4 separate regions of the Mus musculus genome follow, and all the other regions are linked to region 3. A link is a contact called in public Hi-C and HiChIP or PLAC-seq data. All regions are on one chromosome and are shown on one strand. Each heading gives the region's core, a stretch centred on a gene start, on an enhancer-like site or on the middle of the called end of the contact. The rest is flanking DNA. Distances are from core to core; before and after follow the strand shown.

The links. Hi-C and Micro-C count contacts between places; a contact is called where the count stands out from the background. HiChIP or PLAC-seq counts read pairs in DNA pulled down with a chosen protein or histone mark.
Region 1: an H3K4me3 HiChIP or PLAC-seq map of bone marrow-derived macrophages shows a contact between it and region 3, with 8 times the contacts expected there. The contact joins two enhancer-like sites. A contact is called at or near these places in 1 of 484 Hi-C or Micro-C datasets (bone marrow-derived macrophages), 2 of 115 datasets of contacts at active chromatin or transcription factors (bone marrow-derived macrophages and large pre-B cells) and 1 of 9 other capture datasets (bone marrow-derived macrophages).
Region 2: an H3K4me3 HiChIP or PLAC-seq map of bone marrow-derived macrophages shows a contact between it and region 3, with 4 times the contacts expected there. The contact joins two enhancer-like sites.
Region 4: a Hi-C map of myocytes shows a contact between it and region 3, with 3 times the contacts expected there. The contact joins two enhancer-like sites. A contact is called at or near these places in 1 of 484 Hi-C or Micro-C datasets (myocytes) and 2 of 115 datasets of contacts at active chromatin or transcription factors (the 230-238 cell line and large pre-B cells).

The regions. Positions count from the first base shown.
Region 1 is chr13:82,948,300-82,951,091 of GRCm38.p6, reverse strand. No RefSeq gene overlaps it. Among named protein-coding and RNA genes, the nearest start is that of Gm33073, 170 kb to the left of the region's middle. Within about 2 kb of position 1,336, at least 28 of the 459 cell types and tissues checked have an H3K27ac peak or open chromatin away from gene starts, as enhancers often do. A contact at or near this core is called in bone marrow-derived macrophages, where this site is marked.
Region 2 is chr13:83,028,920-83,031,654 of GRCm38.p6, reverse strand. No RefSeq gene overlaps it. Among named protein-coding and RNA genes, the nearest start is that of Gm33073, 90 kb to the left of the region's middle. Within about 2 kb of position 1,289, at least 1 of the 459 cell types and tissues checked has an H3K27ac peak or open chromatin away from gene starts, as enhancers often do. A contact at or near this core is called in bone marrow-derived macrophages, where this site is marked.
Region 3 is chr13:83,603,032-83,605,846 of GRCm38.p6, reverse strand. The region is part of intron 3 of Mef2c (myocyte enhancer factor 2C); the gene reads right to left. It overlaps Gm52043 (a long non-coding RNA gene), which reads left to right. Exons shown (of 3, transcript XR_003950628.1): 1 at 1-2,815. Among named protein-coding and RNA genes, the nearest start is that of Gm52043, 21 kb to the left of the region's middle. Within about 2 kb of position 1,321, at least 154 of the 459 cell types and tissues checked have an H3K27ac peak or open chromatin away from gene starts, as enhancers often do. A contact at or near this core is called in bone marrow-derived macrophages and myocytes, where this site is marked.
Region 4 is chr13:82,892,113-82,895,022 of GRCm38.p6, reverse strand. No RefSeq gene overlaps it. Among named protein-coding and RNA genes, the nearest start is that of Mir3961, 200 kb to the right of the region's middle. Within about 2 kb of position 1,407, at least 40 of the 459 cell types and tissues checked have an H3K27ac peak or open chromatin away from gene starts, as enhancers often do. A contact at or near this core is called in myocytes, where this site is marked.

The DNA.
Region 1 (2,792 bases), core at 87-2,586, 650 kb after region 3:
GGGGACTTTTGGGATAGCATTTGAAATGCAAATGAAGGAACTATCTCATTTAAAAAAATGTAGTGTGCATCTCATTCCACAGAAGACAAAAAGTCATTTGACATCAAGTAACTCTAGTGGAACTCATGCCTAGTCCCATTGATTTGGACAAAACTGTTGGATGGCTAGGTCGTAAGCTCTTAGGGAGAACCTGATGCTATTAATTTTCTAAATAAAATTGTAACAAACATTTCTCTGCTTTCATCTTTGCACCCGAAAATTAGTTAATCTCTCAACATTTATTATAGAAGCTTCTTTTTACAGTAGATGCCAATTAATTTAGAGAGCCCCACTGGTCAACATGCAGATAATACAGTCTGTGAAATGCTCAGTTCCCATGGGACATCTATATAACACCTCTTACCCCATGCTCAGGTATTATTGCAGAACAAAGGCTGAGAATATTGTAATGTCAAGAGGTAATTGCATTTCTTCAGTGAAGCAATATTTGCCACACATGACAAGAAGGTTCATATACTTGGTTACCAGCCCATAGTGAACCGGACACACTCAGGAAGCAGCATAGATGTGACTGTCGTTTCTAGCTAGTTGATATTCCTGTACTAGAGCTCCTGTTCAGGTGCAGCAACTGTGAGACATGGGCAACCGTCAGACCTCTGTTTCTAGGGTTTTATTTTGTATGTTCATGTTTCTGAACAAATTATTGGAGTCAAGCAACAAGATCAGACCAAAGAGGGATGTTCGCTCCATACCAGAAGTTTTAGAGTTATAAGGTTCACTGAGGTCTAAGCAATGTTTAACACAAGTCTTCTCAAACATCTTTATTAGGATTTATTATCATTCTTTTTGAAAAAAATGAAAAATTCTGAGGTTGGGTGTGGTTAATTTATCTTTACTTAATCTCTTAACCTGTGTGCTGAGCGGTTACACATCGACTACACTGAGATTTCTCTCTAAGATATGTTAAATGTATAACAATTTTAAAAGATTTGCTTAACTAGAACAAAAAAAATTAAAGGAAAAGGTTCTTTAATAAAATCCAGAAAACCAAAAGCATAGTTATTGTATTTTATAAAATATTTTATATGTATACAGCATTTAAATTTTAAATATCAGGAAAAATAGCTTTTGTGTTTTACATAGCTTTAAGTCAAATACGCATAATTGCTGAAATGACACATGATGCTTATTTATGTTCTGATGCTGGGAGTGAAACGGAGTATTTCTTTCCTTCACAAAGTACAAAGGGTTTCAGAATCAAGTGTATTCCAGCAGCAGCCCAGGCTTGCTGACAAGATATTTTGAAACAACTTGCTATTAGGAAGGAAGTCTGCGTGGGTGGATGAGGAACAGCTCATGCCCATATGACACATGCAAGTTGTGAACGTGTTAAAAGCCCATGATGTAGAACATAAACGGGTGTGACAATTTATCTCAGCGACATAAAGGACCTTTCTCTAGTCTGTATTTTTCAGCTTTATTCTGCATTAGCTCCCCTTTCTCTTTCTACTTTGTTCTCTTTTACCTCAGTCAGGTCATATGCTGCTGGTTGTAAACAATACTGTTTATAAAATTATGAGAAAATGTCAGAGCTACCAACTATCTTAAATAAACTGTGTGAACTTTTGAGATGAAGTTGTTTGCCCTTGTTACTGCGGTAAACTATTCAAAAATCATTGCTACATGTGAACTATTATAAGATTCTCTCCTCTTTAAAAAATCTAATAATATTTTATGCATTTACAGTTACTCTATGTAAAACTGTCAGGGTGGTTTTATGTGTAAACATCTTTGCATGCCACAGATTTTGATAGTAAATAAGACACTAAAATTGTTACCCTAGAACAAAAGAAAATCAAGGGATTCTTCCCTAACAATGCCGCACACAGAAATTGGAAACCCATCAAATAATGTATTCAACAAACAATTATCGAGTTTTTACAACTTTCAAGACATGCTGACAGGTGGTTCAGTATTTCCCATATGAAGATCATAAAGATCATGATCATGAGAAGGTCAGAGCCCATTTTATTACTGTACAAGTTGCCATAAGTCCAGTTGTATCCACAATATCCATGGTCAATACTCTCCTATACACACTAACAATGGACTTCTCTTAGTAACCCTTGTCATACTCTGAACTTGGCTTAAATAAAGTTTTGGTAACCATGTATATTGATCACTTATATATACAAGTAATCTCAAGGGCTTGAAAACCCAAGCTTTTTGAAGGCTTCAGTAGCAACGTGGGGCTATAGGTTCCTTAGAGTATAGAGCACTGACTACGGTAGTATGTGGAGTATAGTATGAAAGCATTGGCATCTGTATCAACAGTGAGTTCACAAGGCATCCCTGTCCTAGTTAACATCCTTGGTCTGATTTTTACTCAAAGAAATCTGAGGCATGCATGGTATTTTCCTTTTAGACAGGTCCTCTTTTATTTAAGATAATTTATCAGTGTTTTCTTTAATAGTGTCTTAGCAACATTTTGGATTTCTTAAGATACCGCTAATGGTTACATCATGAGACATATTCTTAAAACAGATCACTCTACTGTAAACCAATTCAAGGCAATGACTGTAGTCCAACAACCTTAACATCCATAGATAAATTGTAGCAGAGATGTCAGAAACAAGCTAATATTTTTTTTCTCCCTGCCTCCTCATCTCTCTTGTCTAACGGAATGGATCTGTGAAACATACCATATAAACTATCTGTGATCTCAACAAAATGTTATAGTTGCGTTCTTGAATCTGTCTGTACTTTGGAGGAGGCAGAAAGAGTGTAAGAGC
Region 2 (2,735 bases), core at 40-2,539, 570 kb after region 3:
TGCCCTGCTCCCCTACCCACCCACTCCCACTTCTTGGCCCTGGCGTTCCCATGTACTGGGGCATATAAAGTTTGCAATACCAAGGGACCTCTCTTCTCAGAGATGGCCGATGAGACCATCTTCTCCTACATATGCAGCTAGAGACACAAGCTCTGGGGGTACTGATTAGTTCATATTGTTATTCCACTTATTGGGTTGCAGACCCCTTCAGCTCCTTGGGTACTTTCTCTAGCTTCTCCATTGGGGATCCTGTGTTCCATCCTACAGATGACTGTGAGCATCCACTTCTGTATTTGCCAGGCACTGGCATGGCCTCATGACTCAAAACAAGTCCAAAATCCAGGAGAGAAATCATCAACACATGTTCCCTCTGTCTGGTATTTGGGGCTTAGATGATATTGACCCTCCCCCAGGGTTTCTGCTTGCAACATACATATATGTATTGAGTTGTTTCCATTCCTTGTGTGCAGGTCTACTTGGCGAATATTTAATAGCACTGGAATCTTCCACAGCTTTTTGACCCTACCACAACTTAGACCCCACTGTCACAGCTTCACAAAATGGCTTCTTAGGGTTTCATTGTAGGGAAATTGTAGGCTCTATGGCCTGTTTCCTGATTAAGGGGAAAAAAATCATCATCCCTTCAATCTTGCACCTTTCATGCTTCAAATACCAGTACTACATGAATGACATTGGCACTTTTGCCAGCCAACCTAGAAGTGCCCCTTCCCCAGGTGGATCACTGTTGAAAAACTCTTCTTCATGATGAGAATAAACTCCCTTAGGAAATAACTATAAGAGCTGGAAACACCCTCGTCCCCCTTCTTTCACAAACTCGAAGCTTAAGTGGGTGGAGTCTTGTTCTCAGAACATCTTTATGTGTTCTCCATGCAAAGCAGGATGCCTTTCTGTAAGAACAGCAATTTCTTTAACAATTACAGCTTCTTTTCTTTTAAAAACAAAGCTTCATTGCTATATTAATCATCTTACTTCTTTTTTCTCTTCAAACTTTAGACTTTAATATTTATTTCTGCCACCTTGTTTTTATATTTTCATTCTATATCTGTATAAGAGTAATAACTAATAACCACATTATAGACACACTATTTTGCTGTCTTGAAATTTCTGCAAAAGAACACATTATACTCGTTTTAATCACAGCTCCTTGTGTATTTGCAGGACACTGGCAGAATATAGCTAGGGTTTTTAGTTGTTGTATCACAGGACCAAATCCTGATGTAAGTTCCCAGAGATAGTTTGCTTCCTTTTACTGTTGCATGAACTGTGCCTTTACTGTCCAACTTCCTTTTTGAATGGCTGACTTCTAAGCTATCATAAGAATGACTAATTAAGTACTGCCTACAGAATTCAATAATTCTTTTCTAGAGTAGCAAGTATTTCCATAAAATAGTATAGATTGTGTGCATAAAAGTCACACAATCAGGTTTATTACAGGACCAAAACCACTCTCAGTACCAAGTCATGTCCTAGCTTCATTTTATTCAAAGAAACACTCTGATGAATATGCTTATTTGGCTTACACTTCCTTGTTAGTCTCTCATTGACATAGGTTAGAGCAGAAGCTCAATTCAGGATTATAGAGGGATGTTACTTGTTGGCTTGCTTACTGGATTACTCACTGTCTCATACCTACCTAGGTTTCTGGTACACTTTAGGATCAACTACCTATGGAATAGTGCAACCCATAGTGATCTGTATAAATTAAGAGCTAAGGCGGTTCTTCACAGACGATGTATTATAATCAATTCCTCAATTAAGTTTTATCTTCCCAGATAAATTTAGTTTGTAACAAGTATACAAAGCTAAGCATGACCTATAAAATGCAAATCACCAATATTGGGTGAGATCTGAAGCAGAGATGGAGAAGAAATCATCTTAGTAGGTGCTCATGATTAAATTATATAGTGAAGACATTAACAAGCTTTACTAAAGATGTTGATGTTTTAGAGGTCCAGATTAAGAGGTAGATTTTCCCTTAACAATTTATTCCTACTGTAATTTAAAAAGTTACTATCTGAATAAAGACAACAGCAAGGCTTAAAATAGAAACAAACAAGCAAACACACACACACATACAAACAAAAACTGAATCAAGGGATACTAAAGTTCTATAAAGAAGGGAGTGGTAAATGATTACACACAGGCACAATCTATCATCTAGTTGAATTAAACCAGGAAGCCATCAGATATCTGGGAGGCAGACAAATAATTTTTAACATTTCGTCATATTTATGTTTAAAATTTCAAACTATGGAAATGGGATAGGAAAAATACAGCCATACAGATATAGTTGTATTTTTCTTCTTGCTGTACTATTCTCTTCCTCCCATTGCCTTCAAAGAATATCATTTTAAAGACTGGACATTCATCTTACCATTTGATTTTTTTTCATTTGCTACCACATGTATGTTTAGGAAACTACTTTGGTAGATTATTTTAAAATGTCTATACTCTTAACTTACTCTACAAGTTATCATGGTATTGAAATTTATGAATGGTTGTACATATAGATATAACATTCTATATGTTATCTTGCTTTCAGTTAAGTGAATAAAGTTTTCTATATTTTAATAACTATTTGAATGTTGTGAGATTCATTTTTATTATTTCACATATAGTTTACCATTAAAATAATTAACATATTCAACATGCCCATGGATTTTACTAACTTTTCTATGAAATATAAAAAGACCTAGACTATGATTAACATGATC
Region 3 (2,815 bases), core at 72-2,571:
GAAGCATCTGATATGCACATACACACAAAAGTGGAATTTATCTTGTCTAAACCAACTTGCTTGTTTTATTTTGACTTCTATTATAGATAAATAGTCCTGAAGTTGTTTCAAGTCCCTACAGATTAGGAGGTAGTCAAATCGATAGCAACTACATAATACATAAAGGATGGATGCAAATTTTATAGCGAAGAAATTAATTATTAATTTGTATCTGTTTACTGTAACAAAAATTTGTTGTCAGCTCTTTCTGGTTTAACAATGCTTGAGTTAAGGTTGATAAATTATATATGAAAATATGACTGTTTAAGGGCAAAATGACTCTAACATAATTATACTTTGAGATGTTTATGAATGTCATATAACCTATTGTATGTAGAAACTCAGAAACAGTTCTTTCTGTATGCTAGCATAGTGAATATATGCTATCTAACAATATTAAATTTTTTATGTCAACAATTAAAAAGACAATATTTTGCATTGCAAAGACTGTTTTATAGTGAAAAAGATACTATAATATCGAAGATAACCATTGCCAAAGTTGAGTGAATAATGACAATTTTGTTTTAAAGTATACACGTCAACAGCTTTGTCCCTAGAACACAGCTCTGAGTGGCTCACTATCTAGGTTGGAAATGGTTATGCAGGATTGTGTGTCCTATTTTTCCATGCCTGCAGTAAAGATACAATATGGGAATTCAGCTTGGTAATTACTAATACACCACACAGACACAATTACACCCTGTGTGCTGCATAAAGGAATCACTTGTGGTCTGCATCCATTACAAAGAGCGGTAGGGGGCCAACAGGGAAACCGACAAAATGCTTTACAAGACGGAAGGAGACCAGAAGAGTCAATGTACACAGATACAAGGACCTTGATTCTTCTAGCAATGATTTAAGTCTCTTTCCATCCATTAGTTTCCTTTGTCTCAGGAGTCCTTAGCTGCATTACAGGAACTGAAAATAACAATGCTCAGACCCATGCAACTCCTGAGCTGCGCTGACATCTCCACTCCTGTTGCTATGTTTGACCTGATTATTTAGATTACTTAACCAAAAGAAAACGATGTGTGTGTGTGTGTGTGTGTGTGTGTGTGTGTGTAATCACCACAGCAAAAACTGTCTATGTGTCTGTGTAAAAAATGGCTTATTCAGAATGCCAGTTTTAAAAACAGAAAGCCATCTTCTAAAGGATTTTTTTTGAGATGGTTTTTATTCCATTTTAAGAATTAAAAGGGAAAAAAAAAACCTGCTTGGGTGTAGACAGCTTTAAGAAAGTGGTTAAATAGGGGATCTATTCCGCCAAGCCTGTCCTTCCACCAAGGGCCTTAAGCCAACGCGTCAGCTGCTGCTCTGCAGCCACAGTGAGTCACACAAGTAATCTCTCTGTGAAACTTGAAAGTTTTGAGTTTAATTGCAAGCAGTAAGTAGGGCTTTTTTTTTTTATTATAACAGAGTTTCCTGTTAATTATTACATGATGTACATAATTTTCCAACATTTTCATTTAAGAATCCTTTTTCTTAAAAAAGAAAGCCTTACAATTATGAAATTTTAAGACCTTACAAAAGTTACTTATGGCAGTTTGTCAGGTTCTGTGAAACAAAGCCTTGTCTTTCAGAAAATGTTTACAATCTATGAAGGGGAAAAAAACTATCCTGGGGCTAAAATGTTTACTGGCACCTCGAAGTCTGAAGAGAGAGTCCAGCCTGTGGTTTCTGGAGGGCACTTTATCATGGCCTGTGTTCTCAAAGGTTTCTCTGAATGAATAGAACTGGATTACTCAGCCCTCTGTTCCACGCCTATTCCTCTCCATTTTCTTTGGCACGACTGAGAGCCAGGCTATTTTTAGTTAAGCAGTTTTCTATTTTTAGGCAACTGCCAGTTAGAAGACATTTGTTAGGAAAAAATTAAACACACACACACACATATACAGACACACACACACACACACACATACACGCGCGCACACAAACACACACACACACACACACACACACACACACACACACACACACACACACACACACGAGGAGGGAAGGAAGCCTCTCTCCACATATTGTGAAGCAGCCTTCAACCTGTATCTCCAGGCATTTCAGCTGCTTTCAATCTTGGAAAAATAAAGAAAAATTCAGAGTTCAGGGTTTTAAAAATAAACCTACCCTCTGGCTAACAGACCATAATACAACAAGCTGTTACTATGTGAAGCATTGACTATAGAAATCAAGAACACTCTCCAATGATTAAACTGAGAGAAAAAGTTGAAGAGCATTAGGTTATAGGAATGTTACACAAGTATGTAACAATTTTCCAGCCCTTTAGCCAAAGTATCCTGTTTTAGAATTAGGGGGTGGGGACTCCTCTGTCAAGGCTGTGGGATAGAACTTTAAAGTGGAACTTTTAAATCAAACTTTAGGAAGATATCTGCTGCATTTTGTTAATATATTTTATGGGTTTTTTCCCTAAAATTATAACCACCTGTTTACAGAGCAACTCTATATTTAAAAAATCAAACCCAATGGGAAATCAGACTCCAACATATCCATACCATGGACAAACCTGGTCTGTACATACATTTTATGACTCTATCACTGCATTTACATATTCTTTAATATTTAAATATATATTGAAAAATCTATAGATCCTTAATCTTATTTTTACTTTAAATGGCAATAAATACTTACACACATCAATGTATTCCACTCATCATTGAAAGGTCACTCTTTCATTTACAAATCTACCATGAGGGGCTGGAAAAATGGGTCAATCAACAACTAAGAGCATATAGTGCTTTTTGAAGGGACTCAGTTTTGGTTT
Region 4 (2,910 bases), core at 158-2,657, 710 kb after region 3:
TAGAGCAGCCAAGATACAGCATGGGATTTACTAAGTAGTAGTTCAGAATTGTCGGAGGGGGGAGTGGATATTAGGCAATAGCCTAGCTATTGAGCTACTTAAGGCATATTAAAATATAAAGGCTGTGTGTGTGTGTGTGTGTGTGTGTGTGTGTGTGTGTGCGCGCGCGCGCGTGTGTTTCTTTCATTTGGGAACCCAAACCATTGAGGTGGGTAGCCAATCTGCTACTGGGTTTTATTAATTAATTTTTATACCAGTAGATGGCCCTCAACAAATTAATGGCATCCTATTATGTATTAAACAATTCTGAAATCTGTCATTCATTTCTATATTAACCTTCTTATGAAGCTAAACAATGATTGCCACCCTCCCCCTTTTATAAGATGAAATATAACCCAATCAAAATAGCAGAAAGAAAATTAGACTCATCCAGTGTCACAGGTGAATAATCAGGAAGCAAGCAAGCAGGTGGGGATCCCCATACTGTGGCACCACTTGGCTTCATGAGATTCACCTCAATGGAAACATGCTTTTACCAGTTTTCTTATATATCTTCAAATCTATGTCTACATAATGTTTTATCGTAATACTCTGTGCTACATCCCAGTCTCAAAAATAAGACAGCCAAGAAGCAGGGAGGTAGGCTAATGCATATGTGATCACATGCAGAATGCCTTGGAAAGATGGACAGATTTAAAATTCTGCTCCTCGAATGTTCATCATCCAGCTAAAACTATGGCTATATTCCTGTCTTATCCAAAACAACCTTATCAATCCAGGTGAGAATCAGGACTCTTTAACATGTCTGTTTTTATTTTTCGTTTAAAAATTGAGAAGGAAAACCTGTCTCTACAAAATCAGATATAATTTTCAAAAGTGGAATTTTAGAAAAGGAAAGGCAAATACAGCAGTCTTGTAAGTGTAACATGACGGAACAGGTATGTGACAGTACAGGTATGTGACAGTACAGGTGTGTGACAGTACAGGTATGTGAGAGTACAGGTATGCTGTCATTAACACCGCACCAACCAGCTCCAGCTCTAGCTCTGGTAGTTTAAACATTGCTGGCTTCATTAATGAAACCACATGCCGTCCCTTTAGCATCTTTGGGAGAGAAGTAAGTGGATTTAGTGGCCTGTCACTTGCTCAGACTGTTGCACTCTTTGGCTGTAGTGACACGTTTCCTTGGTAACCTGAGTGATGAAAGCAAGTAGAGTCTTAGTAGGGGGCCTTTGGGAAACCTGTGGCTTTGTATTTTCTCCAGGAGATAAAGAACCCAGGGAGGGATTTGATAGTGTTGGGACATTGCTCAGTGGTCTGCTCTGGACCACTCTGGAGCAGTCAGTTCAGAAAGCACTGTCTGATTCTCTCTGAGGGAGTCACATGCATGAACTTCTGCAAGAATTTTCCTATGAGTGTTCATGAGGAAATGATACTTAACTTCTAAAACATCTACAAAATGAAGAGGAAATTACACCTAGTTGGCAGAAGCCAAGAAGTGTATAAACTTCCCAAGCAGGGCATCTAAAATAAATATCCTCTCATCTCTTCTCTTACCCTTGATTACACGTCTTCAATTAAAAAAAATGTATCATGAAATTTTAGGATGAATCTATAGTTTCAGATGAATTATGAATCCCCCTGTTTCCTAAGAAGTCAAATCTATCCTGACTCAGTTTTCCATTGGTAGTTGGTCTGATGATGCAAGCCAAAGAAGCAGGTTGGTGATTTGAGGAGAAAAATGGAAGGCAGGACAGCATCCAATTGCTTACACTTTACATTTGGCCAAGCAGTAAACACAACGTCTTGATTTGCCAGGCTTTTCAAACTGGCTATTTTTAACCTTGCTTTCACCACTAGCTGTTCAAAGCCATACCAGTAAGTACCTTGACACAAAACCACTGAAGGGTGTGGTCCTCATTTGGACTAGGCAATGAACAGGGAAGCTATTTATTTCTAGGGCATCTTTGTTCAGTGACTCATGTTTCTACTGGAAAATTGGCCACAGTTTTTTAGCAGTTCTTTCCTGCCAGCTCTTCTGGCATCCTACCCAGTGCTTCCACTCCCCATCCCCCTCTTCTTGCCCAGTTTGCTTTCATATTCCTAAGGCCTGACTTAATAATAGTCATTGTTCTGCCTTAACCTTGAGGATGGGGAATGCAGGCACTGAAGGGCATAGCTGTGTGCTATAATGAGCGTTTGGCGCTAGAGCAGGTGGGAAAGGCTTTGGGGATCTGGGCAGATTAGGAGGAGAGGAGGCTCTAGCAGATGTTGAAGAAGATGATGTATTGCTGCTCACTCTGGGATTCAGACAATACCAGTGCTAAAGTAGAAAAGGGAAAGGGGAAATCCATCTCTTCAGATACAACCTGGGCTATGAACTGGACACACTTGAAAATGAGCATGTAGAACAAGCAAATATATTTCTAGGTCCTGAATTTTCTCCTGTCCTTTTTTTTTTCCACTGTTGAAAGATTAATTACCAAATTGGCATTTTAATTTGAATATTAACTATATCCAGGGTTAACTTACTTCCATCAGCTTAATTTATTAATATGACTTCTTTGTGTCTTGGGAGAAAGAACCAAGAATATTTTTTCACCTGTTGTTAGAATCAAGGAGCTGTATACATAAAGCAAGGTGAATACAGTTTACTTAGTGATTGTTCTGGTTTTACTAACAGAAGATATACATATTTAAAGTTGTTCTTTGGCCTTGTGCTAGGACATTAAATAATAAAATATCTATATAAACAAAATATACTGTTAAATTTAAAGTGATAAATAAAAATGAGATTGAATTTTAATAAATCTACCTTGACAACAGTGAGGAATTTTAATATCTATTCCAATGTGTTATATGAAGTTCTGAAATTGAGTTGGGGATAAATTTATACTGACTGTGTAATTT